2 separate regions of the Danio rerio genome follow, and region 1 is linked to region 2. A link is a contact called in public Hi-C data. All regions are on one chromosome and are shown on one strand. Each heading gives the region's core, a stretch centred on a gene start, on an enhancer-like site or on the middle of the called end of the contact. The rest is flanking DNA. Distances are from core to core; before and after follow the strand shown. Region 1 holds the start of cs (citrate synthase). Region 2 holds the start of si:ch211-210c8.6.

Region 1 (6,289 bases), core at 2,623-5,122, 160 kb after region 2:
ACATACAGCGAGTATCCGAAGCATTGCAGTGTAAGTACACAAGCCGTCCTCACTGTAAGGGAACAAAAATCAATGAATCGCACTGCATGCTGCTGTTTACAGAAGCCTCATAAGGTCTCCAGCATACATCATATCTCTTTATGAACGTCAAACCCTGCTGTGCAGTTTTTTTTAACGCTGGGTGTAGCTATATATTAGCAGACAGGCAACTCTTTCTGTTGGCGTTGTCATGCATATGCAGATTTCATGTTTACAAATTAAATGTGCCAAAACATACGTGAGCCAACCTTTTAGTATTGATGTGAATGTTGCAGTTTGGTCATGTTTTAAATTCTTCATGCAGGGTTTCATTATTTTTTGATGTATTTGTGAAAATAGTGATTATGGTAAAGCTTGATAATCCGTTGGTAATAATGGAGTGGTTTCATACGTGCATATATGGTTTATAAACCACAGCTCAAAAGCATGGGGTCGGTCCTATATATTGGTTAAGAAGAAATGGTTGCTTTTATTATTCAATGGAGTATTTTATTGATCAAAATAACTGTAGTGTAATGTTTTAGTAAAAATAATATAGGTTACCCTAGACCAGGCATGTCCAAACTCAGTCCTGGAGGGCCGGTGTTCTGCAAAGTTCAGTTCCAAGCCAAATCAGACACACCTGCTAGCTAATCAAGCTCTTACTAGGCTTTCTAGAAGCATCCTTGCAGGTGTGTTGAGGCAAGTTGGAGCTAAAACCTGCAGGACACCGGCCCTCCAGGACCGAGTTTGGACACCCCTGCCTTAGACTAAGTGAAAAACAAGTGTTAGAAGAAGAAGTTGGTTCGCATTGCCGGCAGTCAGACTTGTTTTCAATGCATGTTCGCTGCCCTTTGTCACTAATTCAGTTCATAATTGGGCTGGAGGGGGTCCGGTTCGGTGACCACAGGATTTTATCTGTTATTCTCAGACGATGTTGTTTCGTTGGCTTCATTGAACATCAACCTTTAGCATGCACTGGGGCGGTTTGCTGCCAAGTGTGATGCAGCTGGAATGACAATTAGCATCTCCAAGTCCAAAGCCATGGTGCTCCAGCGGAAAAGGGTGGTTTGCCATCTCCAGGTTTGAAGGAAAGTCCTTACCTCAGGTGGAGGAGTTCAAGTATCTTGGGGTTTTGTTCACGAGTGAGGGAAGGATGGAACGTGAGATTGTCAGGCAGATTGGGGCAGTACCAGTCTGTTGTGGTAAAGAAGGAGCTGAGCTGAAAGACAAAGCTCTCGATTTATTGGTCAATATACGTTCCTACTCTCACTTATGGTCATGAGCTTTGGGTCATGACTGAAAGGACAAGATCTCTGCAGAACTGAGTTTCCTCTATAGGGTGGGAGGGCGCACCCTTATAGATAGGGTGAGGTGCTCTGTCACCTGGGAGAAGCTCAGAGTAGAGCCGCTGCTCCTCCACATCGAGAGTAGTCAGCTGAGGTGGCTCAGGCATCTGTTTCGGATGCCTCCTAGACGCCTACCTAGGGAGGTGTTCAAGGCATGTCCCACCTGAAGGAGGCCTCGGGGAAGACCTAGGTCATGCTGGAGGGACTATGTTTCTCGGCTGGCCTGAGAACGCCTCAGGATCTCCCCGGAGGAGCTGGAGGAGTGTCTGGGGAGAGGGAAGTCTAGGGTTCTCTCCTAATACAGCTACCTTCACGACCCAGCCTCGGAAAAGCGGATGAAAATGAATGACGTACTAAAATATTGATTGAATTTTAAAAATGTATTTAAAAAAGTTTATGGTCAAAATAGCCCACCACAAACAAAAGCGTCTCTGTTTCATCATAACTTTTAGCATCACCAAATTCAACAGTAACTCCTTCCAGGAGACATTATCTTTATTCACAGCACTAATCTGATGTTTTCTTGCTCTCTTTTGATTGGCAGGGTGTAATTGGCCCTGATAATTGGCTAATAAGGCACTTTATGTGATAATGCATGTAATTAAAAGTTGACCAATACCAATTATTAACAGATACATTGTTGCAATCTCTATTAATAATGAGTAGAAAATCAGTGTATTACAAAGATTTCAGATCATGTGACACTGAAGACTGAAGGAATGATTCTGAAAATTTAGGGATTAATGACATTTTAAAATATTGTAAAATAGATTAAATATCAGTGGTTAGCACTGTCACCTCACAGTAAGAAGGTCACTGGTTCGAGTTCCAGCTGGGTCAATTATGTGTGGAGTTTGCATGTTTACCCCATGTTGGCGTGGGTTTCCGTCCGGGTGCTCCAGTTTCCCCCACACACCAACGACATGCACTATAGGTGAATTGAATAAATTAAATTGGCTGTGAGTGTGAATAGGTGTGTATGAATGTTTCCCAGTACTGGGTTGCAGCTGAAAGGACATCCTCTGTGTAAAATTCATGCTGGATACGTTGGCGGTTCATTTCTCTGTGGTGACACCTAATAAATAAAGGGACGAAGGAAAATAAATTAAAGAGATTGAATAGTTAAAATAACAGTGTTTGATATTCCACTGTATATTTAATCATATAAATTCAGGCCAGAATATGAAATGTCCTTTAAAAACCAAACCAAACAAACAAACAAAAAATCTGGTCAACTTTATTTTAAGGTACAATTCTCTTTATTAACAAACTATTACATGTGAATTTTAAATCAATTAACTTAATTTAATGCTTATTAATAGTAAGGTAGTAGTTGGGTTTAGATATCAAATCAAATCACATTTACTGTCACATCATCAGCAGCACGTGTGCTATGATGAGTGAAAAGCTTAGGTGCTGGCTCCAGACAGTACATATTTGGTAGGATTAGGGATGTAGAACAAGAGCACACTTTATTAATACCAATAAACAGCCAATATCTTAATATTAGGCAGATAATAAGCCAGTTGTCAATAGTGGAATTGCTAATTAAACTGAAGTGTTACCAAAAATCTTACTGACACCAAACTTTTGAGCATTAGTGTAAAATATATATGCCGGTTTAACCCAGAAGTTCACCAGCTCATTTTTAAACATCAGAAAACTGAATATAAGAATGATTATAAGAAAACATCAGAGAAAATGGCAATAAAACTATTACAAATAGTTTAAAACTGATCAAACACGAGATATGGGTTGTTCCTCCTGCCTTCAGCTTTTCCCCATTCACTGGTGGAATTTTTATGTCATTATTGAACTTATATTTTATGACCTTCATGTGTTGCTGAAATGTATATGTAGAAACCTTGTAAGTTCTGTGTGTTGACATTGTGATGCAAGTTAAACAAACCCCAGAATGTTCTGTTGTGCTGTAGGTCCAAGGAAAAATCCTTCCTACTGGAGCCATGACAATGTTACAGGCAGCATGAAGTCTCAAACGAACGTCCTTGAGCCTCTGTAACTATATATTTGTATATAACGACCCTTTTCCCAATAAAAGTATGAAATCTTTGTGTACATGGCAGTCTCGGATCTTTTTAGGATGGAGCACAAATCTGATATTGAGGGGAATTCAGTAATATATTGAAGGTTGATCATTTTAAAGTCTCACATTTATGATGTGTCGACATATTCGGTATTTTTAAAACGATTTAACGTGATCTTACACTTACAAAGTTAACCAAAATACTTAATAAAAAAAACACGTGACTGCATGAGCATATCTGTCATTCTATTTCTAGACAGGCAGTTAAAAAACCTACAATCCACCATGTACTTATGAATAATTAAGCTACGTTCCATTCGTGAGCCAATCAAATCAAAAAGCGATGAGAGTCTCAACCAATCACGTTATTTTTTCTAGTTTTCAACCAATCACATCACGCGATCGCGTTCCATCCTCACCAGGCCCTATCTTACCCAAACCGCGCCTACAACAGGGCCCGAGTCCCTTTTTCAACCTTCACTGCGAGCACGGTAGCGAGAGGGGCACCTTCAAGCAGGGGTCGATAAATAACCACTTGTAAAATTTATACACATATACAAGAACAATGTCCTTCCTCTCTATCAGCAGACTAGCCCCAAGGCTCCTCAGTTCAAAGGTAGGAAAGTTTTATTTTAACTTGAGTCTAAAAAACACTGACTGCTAACGTTTCCCGGTTAGCCTAGCGTAGCATAGATTACCTTAGTAACTGACTCTCAGTGTGGTACGCTCGATATTATTAAACCGTATGTAACGTATTCGTTCGGTTATTTACGTGTAAAACGGTGTGTTCATGCATTTGTGTCTATATAACTCTTTATGTATATGATAAAGTCGGCGAATGTGTTTTAAAACATCTGCTAACCAGACATGGGCAGCATGTATAAACCTCATAGTCGCTCAATTTCTATGCCAAACATTTACATTTTGTTTTTAACCTCATGAAACCCACTGTAGACATGCTATATGTATAGTAAACTGGGTAAATCTGGAGACACTTTAAGAATAATGTTACGTTTTACTTTGAGAATGGTGTAACGTAATTGAGCTCTATGGAGGTGCATACATGACAAAGAACTGTAAAAATGTAGATATTGGGTGTCTGATATTCATACGACTCCTATCTGAAGTCCAGCTGCATGGTTGGCGTCCTTTCACATGGCACTAACTAATTTTAACCAGTTTTTCAGTTGTGATAATGTAAATAAATTTGACCGGTCAGTTTGACATCTGGACCAGTTTAAACTGACAAGTCAGACCTTTTGTTGGTCTCTGTGTCTGATTTGACCTTCAGAATAGGATCTATTAATAATTTTCAAGCTTTAGTAGTTTTTGGATGTGCTAGGTCATTGCAAATACACCATTGTGCTGTATTTTAGCAATAAGTGTAATCCTGTGTTTTCAATGAATCTGTAATCTAATCCTTACTTTTGCATTGCAAAAACACTCCTCAATAGTAAAACCTCATTTGAAGTTTCGGAAATGGTTTCGTAACATGAAAATGTTTTCCTAAATTGTGAAAGGTTTTTATTTTTTAGTGACATCCCAGCAAACAGTTTTGCATTTAATAGATGTCTAAGACATCTAATTGTAGACAGCTTGGCTAAGACGAGGCTAAACTTGGGCTTTCAGTGAAAATCTAATAGAGATCTAAGAATAGCCCAAAACTAGACTAGTTGTCAAATAGACAGATTAGACAGACTTTGTGTAGTCATTCATTTCTGTTTATTTGATGACTAGTCTAATTTTGACCTATACTTAGACCTAATTTAGACTTGTTTTAGCCAAGTCGACTATGTTTAGACATCTATTAGACATCTTTCAAAAACAAAAAAAAAGCTTGCTGGGATTGTAATCTTTAACATTTAGTGATTTCTGTGGCTACGAGCTATACAAGTTTGCTTTATAAACGCCTTCAGCAACTTGTGTGACTGCTGATGATGTTGAACATCTGACTTGTACGTTATGATGAGCACAAATGAGTGCAAGTAGTGTCAAAGGGCACTTATCAACCATATAAACCTGTACTTTAATCATATACTGTCTCCGTTGTCCTCTCATAACACTTATACAGTCATCATAGTTTTTGCTGTAGAGATAAACCCCACGCCACTCTGTCTGAATGACTACAGTAATATAGGTTACTGTGCTCTTGGGTTAATGCTCCGTTCACACCCCTAGATGACCTTTGCACACCATAGAGTTTTCTGCCTTTTTTAGACTTATGTAATCCGCTGATTATCTGTCCATATGATGGCAGAGTCAGATTTTTGTACCATAAATCCTAATGTTACTTTTTTTTGGTTCACATCTAGTAGTCTGCTTTGTAAGGGTTTAAAGTAAATAAACTTAAAGGATGCTGCATAGATTTTTTTTCTTGAATATATGAATAGATTTTTACATGTAGTGTTTTTAAAGATTCGTTTCCGATAAAGCATTCAAATGGCGGACGGCCTCACCCAACACGTCTGACCAGTCTGACACAGCTGTCCACCTGTCATCTGCGAAAAAAATGATGTTTTCCTTTAAACAACGCAGGGACAAGCTTTGGAAACCATTAGAGCATTGCCTGACAATCATACACTTTCTTTTCCTAAAGGAAAAGCTCACAGAAAGTCTTTGTCTGCAGTCTGCAGTAATGCAACTTTGTCTGCAGTAATTCCTCCATATCGTATTTTCAGGAGCCTCTGCTAACCTGCCGACTCTTGTGTCTGTTCTGCATGTAGGCTTGTTACGTGGATTAGGATGCAGCAGAAATAAGTCAAAGGTCATCATAGTTGGCGTTAGGTTTCCTAGCTGACTAGTAGCCTGTGTGTGCGTCTTAGTTGTGATGGTGTCTGTAATTATCTTACTGCTGTTTTCAAGGTCAATGTTTCATACT
Region 2 (6,135 bases), core at 1,086-3,585:
CACAAAACAACAATTATTATTATTTTTAATTGCAAATCACATTGGTGTTTTATGATTCAAGTGCTGTACCTTCTCCTGTGCTCTGTTGAACTGTTTCTGCACTCGTTTAGCGAGCACGTTGGCACCTCCTTTCGAGCTGATGCTGGCCTTGCTCTCTGCCATGTTCTTCACTTGCGCTGTCCTTGAATAACGATAGCCCTTTAAATCATACGGTCGAGCCTTAGAGAAGAATAGGAACTTTTTAGAGCAAAAGACTGTTGACTTGGACACTTTACCTTGTCTGTATTCTGTCTGAGCCCATACACACCTTTCTTGGCTTCTTCTTCTCTACAGTCATAAACCTCTTATCTTTTCAGGTCATAACTTAAACATTGTGGCGGCTCTTTAGTCACAATTTATTGCAATTCCCTATTTGATGCAAGGGCCTACTTATTGATAATGCTTTCTATACACTCCTGATGAAAGTCTTGTCGTTGATCCCAGTGGTAAAAGTACCAAATAATAACTTGACTTCTAGTTGATCATTTGGTATCAGAAGTGGCTGAAAGGCCTCTAGATTATGCTTATTTTACCGAAATGAAATAAGATAATGCCTTGATTTGCTCTTGCAGGAGATTATCAATATTCTTTGGATTCTTCTTCAATGCCTCCTCCATCTTACTGCAGACATGCTCAAAAATGTTCATGTTTGGTGACTGGGCTGGCCAATCCTGGAGCACCTTGACCTTCTTTGCTTTCTGGAACTTTGATGTGGAGGCTGAAGAATGAGAAGTTGCGCTATCCTGCTGAAGAATTTCAGCGCCCCATACTGAATGTAACCCTAAACCATGATTTTTCCTTCACCAAACTTGACTGATTTTTGTGAGAATCTTGGATCCATGCGGGTTCCAATAGGTCTTCTGCAGTATTTGTGTTGATTGAGATGTAGTTCATCAGATGACTCATCAGAAAAATCTACTGTATTTCACTTTTTCAAATGATCAACTAGAAGTCAAGTTATTATTTGTTGCTCTTAAAACTGGGATCGATGACAAGACTTTTATATCAGGTAGTATATTGTATTATATTATATTACAGCTATGGGGAAAAGAATCTAGAGACCACTGGAAAACTTAACATGTTATATTCATTTATTTTTTTCTAGGAAGGTCTGAAAATATTTCTCCCAAATATCAAATTAAAAAACATGGTAATTTTGTCAGAATAACAAATATTTTCATTGATTATGTCTGAAAATCAGGATTATTATTATCAATACATATTTGAAGGCTTGAACATTGGTATTGTGTTGTCTAAAAATTCATATTATAATCTTTATCATTGTTTATTTTTGTAAATATAAATTTACTGTTTTGTTTTGTTATTTGATGCAGTAAATGACATTATTTGTATTTTAAATTTGAAAAAAAACGTCATCAGCATTATTGCTGTAACTGAATATTATGTAAGAAGTAACTAAAGACGAACACTGAATTATTAGAAATTACTACACATTATAGGTGGCCATGATGAAAAAGTTACTACTCACGCTCCTGTGTGGGGTACTAGTTTCTTATGCTTCTCATTTAGAGCCTTTTATTTTGACTTTTGTAGGCTGTAAAATAATTATGAATCAATCAGTGTAGTAATGTGTATCTCTAATGCAGTCAAAACCTGCCTTGCACTACTTTAGCTGTTTATTTCCCTGAAAATAATTGCACGCAGAATCAAGCATTCAACAGCATAGTTTAGTATGAATAATCACTCACTCACTGACCATTCGGCTAATTCACAATTTGGATAATTCACTTTACCATTATATATTATATTATATTATATTATGTTATATTAAAGGTACTAAGCCGAAAAGAAAATGAATAAATACATATTATATTATACATTTTCCCAACCCCTTGTACTGTATGGTTGTCATGCAGCTAGAGTCATCTAATATTATATTGCATAATAATTTTGTTTAATTATGTTTTTTATATTTGTTTTCAAAACATAAGAATCTGCACCATTTTTACTCTTTTTAAGTCATGAAGTTGCTTTGAAAAGGCCTGTATGGTAAAGTACACTATACAAATAAGAAATTACATATGCAAAACACATGCATATCAAACTTGTTATTCTATTATGTATCATATAAGTGTACATTTTTCCATCTATTGTTTAAAATAGATTTTCTATTCAATTAGCACTTACAAACACAAAATATATATTACAAATATTTACAAACTACAACTCCCATAAGCCCCAGTTAATCCACTGGCCACTCCTCCTCAAAACTGAGTGTTATGAACTTTGCTCTGCTGTCGTTTCCTCATATATTCTAGCAGAAGTTTGTATGATTGAACTCAAGTTTGTGACACTGCTGCTTCAGGACCTTCCGGAAATGATCATGGGAAGCACGTTGGCGAAGTGTGCAGCCACAGACCTGGCCATTCAGTGGGTCGGGTGGGCACTTGCCTGCTCTTTCAAAACGGAGAAGTTTTACGACTTGGCAGGTAAATGATTAATCCAAAAGGCGCAGTCATCATAGGATAATGATATATTAATATTACCTTCCTTGCGTTCGTCAGCTTTACGTTATCTATTTATGCATTAGCGTATACATAACCCTATGGTTTTTCGCTTTAAGGTTAATAAGCGTTGTGTTTTTGTCGCCTAGCCACCCACAGAACGGTTGTATTGTAATTAAATCAGAAAAAATTTAGTTGTTATCAAAAAGTATTACGAGACGGCGGTTATCTAAACTACATTAACGTGTTGTGAAACAACCATAAATACGCCCACAACACAGCTTAACGAACTGCACGAGTTTTCCCGCCCATCGTTTAACAAGCCAATCAGATCATGTCCTCTGAGCCCTAGCCGCCGTGTGATTGGCCAATCTTTAGAAAAGGCACTGTCAATCACACAGCTAGAGGCGGGAGGTGTAGGGGAAAAACGAAAGACTGTTACCTAGTAATGACTGAATGAGTAAAGACTGATGTTTTATATAAATCACTACGAGCAAAATTAGGAATAATATCTCTTTTCCGTCTAAACATATGCTCAGACATCAAATATCTAATATTTCATCAGATAAACAATTTAAACCAACTCAAATATCCTTTTTAAAATACATAATTCTGTATATTATGGTATACGTTACATAGATATCTTAATACAGCAAATAGGAAACATTTTTACAGTTATTTTGGTTAGTATGTTATGCCTAGCATGTTCATATATTATGAACATAAATGTATCATGACAAGTGTAATGCAAATTCCTATCTCCCACATTTAAGTTAAACAAGACCCAAATTACTCACCCCTCAGCATCCAATTTGCATTTCTCTTCAATGAAGCACAAATATTATCCAATCATTTCAGTCTCTCAAACTCAGCTCCCTTGAGTAAATCCTAACTTCTACACACTCGCTCTCTTTCTCTCTGAGAAATGTGCTCTTGAGAATCCTTGAACTTTGCTACCAATTGTCTCTTGGTTCATTGGTAAAATATTCAGTGAACACGCCTCACTTTTAAAATGGACGGACACAGGTGACTGGCTGCTCTGCCCATATCTGGAAGGATATTGAACGCCTTATCATATTAAGTACTACATAATTTTGTTGTTGTGTATAGGATCTGGTACCTTCATATTGCTGGCTCACCTCAGTCGTGTATGGGGCGGAAGTGGACACCTTAGACAGAATGTACAAACTGGACTTGTCACTGCATGGGGATTGAGGTAAGAGATAGATAGATAGATAGATAGATAGATAGATAGATAGATAGATAGATAGATAGATAGATAGATAGATAGATAGATAGATAGATAGATAGATAGATAGATAGATAGATAGATAGATAGATAGATAGAGAGAGAAAGAGTGATTAGTAATGTAAAAGACAGGACTGTTTATTGGCGTCTTGCTGCTTTAAACAGCATTAATAAAAGTGAAGTCAGTCCAGCTTCATGTTGTATTAATGTATCCATTAAGGTCTGGTTAATAAGTCAATAAGTAACAGATTGGGCCTTGTGCTGCTGCAGGCTCGGGACATTTCTCTTTCTTAGAATCCTAAAGGAAGGACAAGACCGGAGGTTTAACAATGTCAGAGACAGCCCTGGGACATTCTTTGTTTACTGGACCATGCAAGGTATTTCAACTACTGCTATTGATTATTTGTATAGTTACTGTTAATTGATTACTGCAGCAAGCCAGACCCTATGCATGAGATCAAAACAGTACCACAACAAAAGACTATTAGGAATTAAGAATACATGCATTATGCATACATAAGAATTCATTTGTTTTTGACTTATTCTCACTCACTTTCCTTTTGCTTACTGGCAATTTATATGCATTTTATACAGTTCTATTCAGTATCACAAAGGTCAAACATCCAATAGTCTATTCTAGTAATCACACTCAAAGAAATATTTTTGCTGCTTGTTCAAGCTACTTATTTAAATTGAGCTCAAAAAAGTTTTTGAGGTTTTTTAGGGACAACTTAATTGTTTCATGTTCAATCAACTTAAAATTGTAAATTAATTGTAAAGTTAATTTGGTAGATTTGAGTTTAGACAAGATTAAGGAACTGTGTGGAACCCATCATTTTTTACAGTGCACATACCCTACATATGGAATAAAAAATTTTTTGGTACTGTTCTCAATCTATTCAAATGATAATACTCTGCTATACAAATTGTTGTTAACTTATTAAACAATATACAGCTGAAGTCAGAATTATTAGCCCCCTTTGAATTCTATTTATATTTTTTATATTTCCCAAATTATGTTTAACAGTGCAAGGAAATTTTTACAGTATGTCTGATAATAATTTTTCTTCTGGGGAAAGTCTTATTTGTTGTATAACAGCTAGAATAAAGGCAAATTTGAATTTTAATGTCAAAATGATTAGCCCCTTTAAGCTATTTTTTTTTTCGATAGTCTACAGAACAAACCATCGTTATACAAAAACTTGCCTAATTACCCTAACCTGCCTATTTAACCTAATTAAGCCTTTAAATGTCACTTTAAGCTGTATAGAAGTGTCATAAAATATCTAGTAAAATATTATTTACCGTCATCATGGCAAAGATAATTTCCCAGAGATGGGAAGGGCATCCGCTGCGTAAAAACTTGCTGGATAAGTTGGCGGTTCATTCCGCTGTGGCAACCCCAGATTAATAAAGGGACCAAGCCGACAAGAAAATGAATGAATGGCAAAGATAAAATAAATCTGTTATTAGAGATGAGTTATTAAAAGTATTTTGTTTAGAAATGTGTTGAAAAAATTTCTCCATTTAACAGAAATAGGGGGAAAAATAAACGGGGGCTAATAATTCTGATTTCAACTGTATATTATTGTTATTTTATAAAACAGTAAAAATCAAAATTTCCAATTTTTTTTTATTCAATATTCTATTTCATTCCATATGGTTTTATTATTCTGTTTCAGTATTCTATTAATTATACACAGATATTCTATTTTGTTTTATCACATAACAATCAAGTATACAATTTACTTATTCTATTTCTTTATTGTCTTCTACTTATAGATGTCTAAACATAGATGTCTTGGTTAAACAAGGCTTAATTTGCGCTGTCAGTGAAAATCTAATGAATATTTAATATATTGATTGCATATAATACAACGGTACAGAATATGATTCAGAATAGAAAGGAATATTGAAATAGAATAAGTTGGACATTTGCTCTTCATTGTGCAATATCCCACTAAGCAGTTTTGTGTTTAATAGACATCTAAACATAGCTGAAACCAATCAAAATCAAAATTTGGGCTGTCAGTGAAAATCCAATAGATGTCCAAGAAAAGCTCCAAAACTAGATTAGTCATCAAAACACAAATTAATGAATGACTACATGTGTAAAGTCTGTCTAATCTGTTTTTGATATAATAAATAAGCGCTTGAGTTATTGTTGCCTTTCTATCAGCTTGAACCAGTCTGGCCATTCTCCTCTGACCTCTGGCATCAAAAAGGCATTTGCCTTCCCTATTCTGATATTGGTTTGAACTGCAGCAGATCATTTTGGCCATGTCTACATGCCTAAGTGCATTGAGTTGCTGCCATGTGATTGGCTGATTAGAAATTTGCGTTAATAAGCAGTTGGACAAGTGTACCTAATAAAGCGACCCA

What was found. Hi-C and Micro-C count contacts between places; a contact is called where the count stands out from the background.
Region 1: a contact with region 2 is called in a Hi-C map of hematopoietic stem cells, with 4 times the contacts expected there. The contact joins the promoter of cs here to the promoter of si:ch211-210c8.6 in region 2. A contact is called at or near these places in 6 of 18 Hi-C or Micro-C datasets (caudal fin, embryo, hematopoietic stem cells and 2 more) and 1 of 4 datasets of contacts at active chromatin or transcription factors (caudal fin).

Annotation. Positions count from the first base shown.
Region 1 is chr23:36,862,884-36,869,172 of GRCz12tu, forward strand. It overlaps cs (citrate synthase), which reads left to right and starts at 3,873. Exons shown (of 11, transcript NM_199598.1): 1 at 3,873-4,027. The coding sequence starts at 3,977.
Region 2 is chr23:36,708,760-36,714,894 of GRCz12tu, forward strand. It overlaps si:ch211-210c8.6, which reads left to right and starts at 2,336. Exons shown (of 5, transcript XM_021470018.3): 1 at 2,336-2,489; 2 at 3,615-3,720; 3 at 4,024-4,130. The coding sequence starts at 2,378. It overlaps bin2a (bridging integrator 2a), which reads right to left and starts at 3,391. Exons shown (of 14, transcript NM_001007421.1): 1 at 3,302-3,391; 2 at 70-219. The coding sequence starts at 162.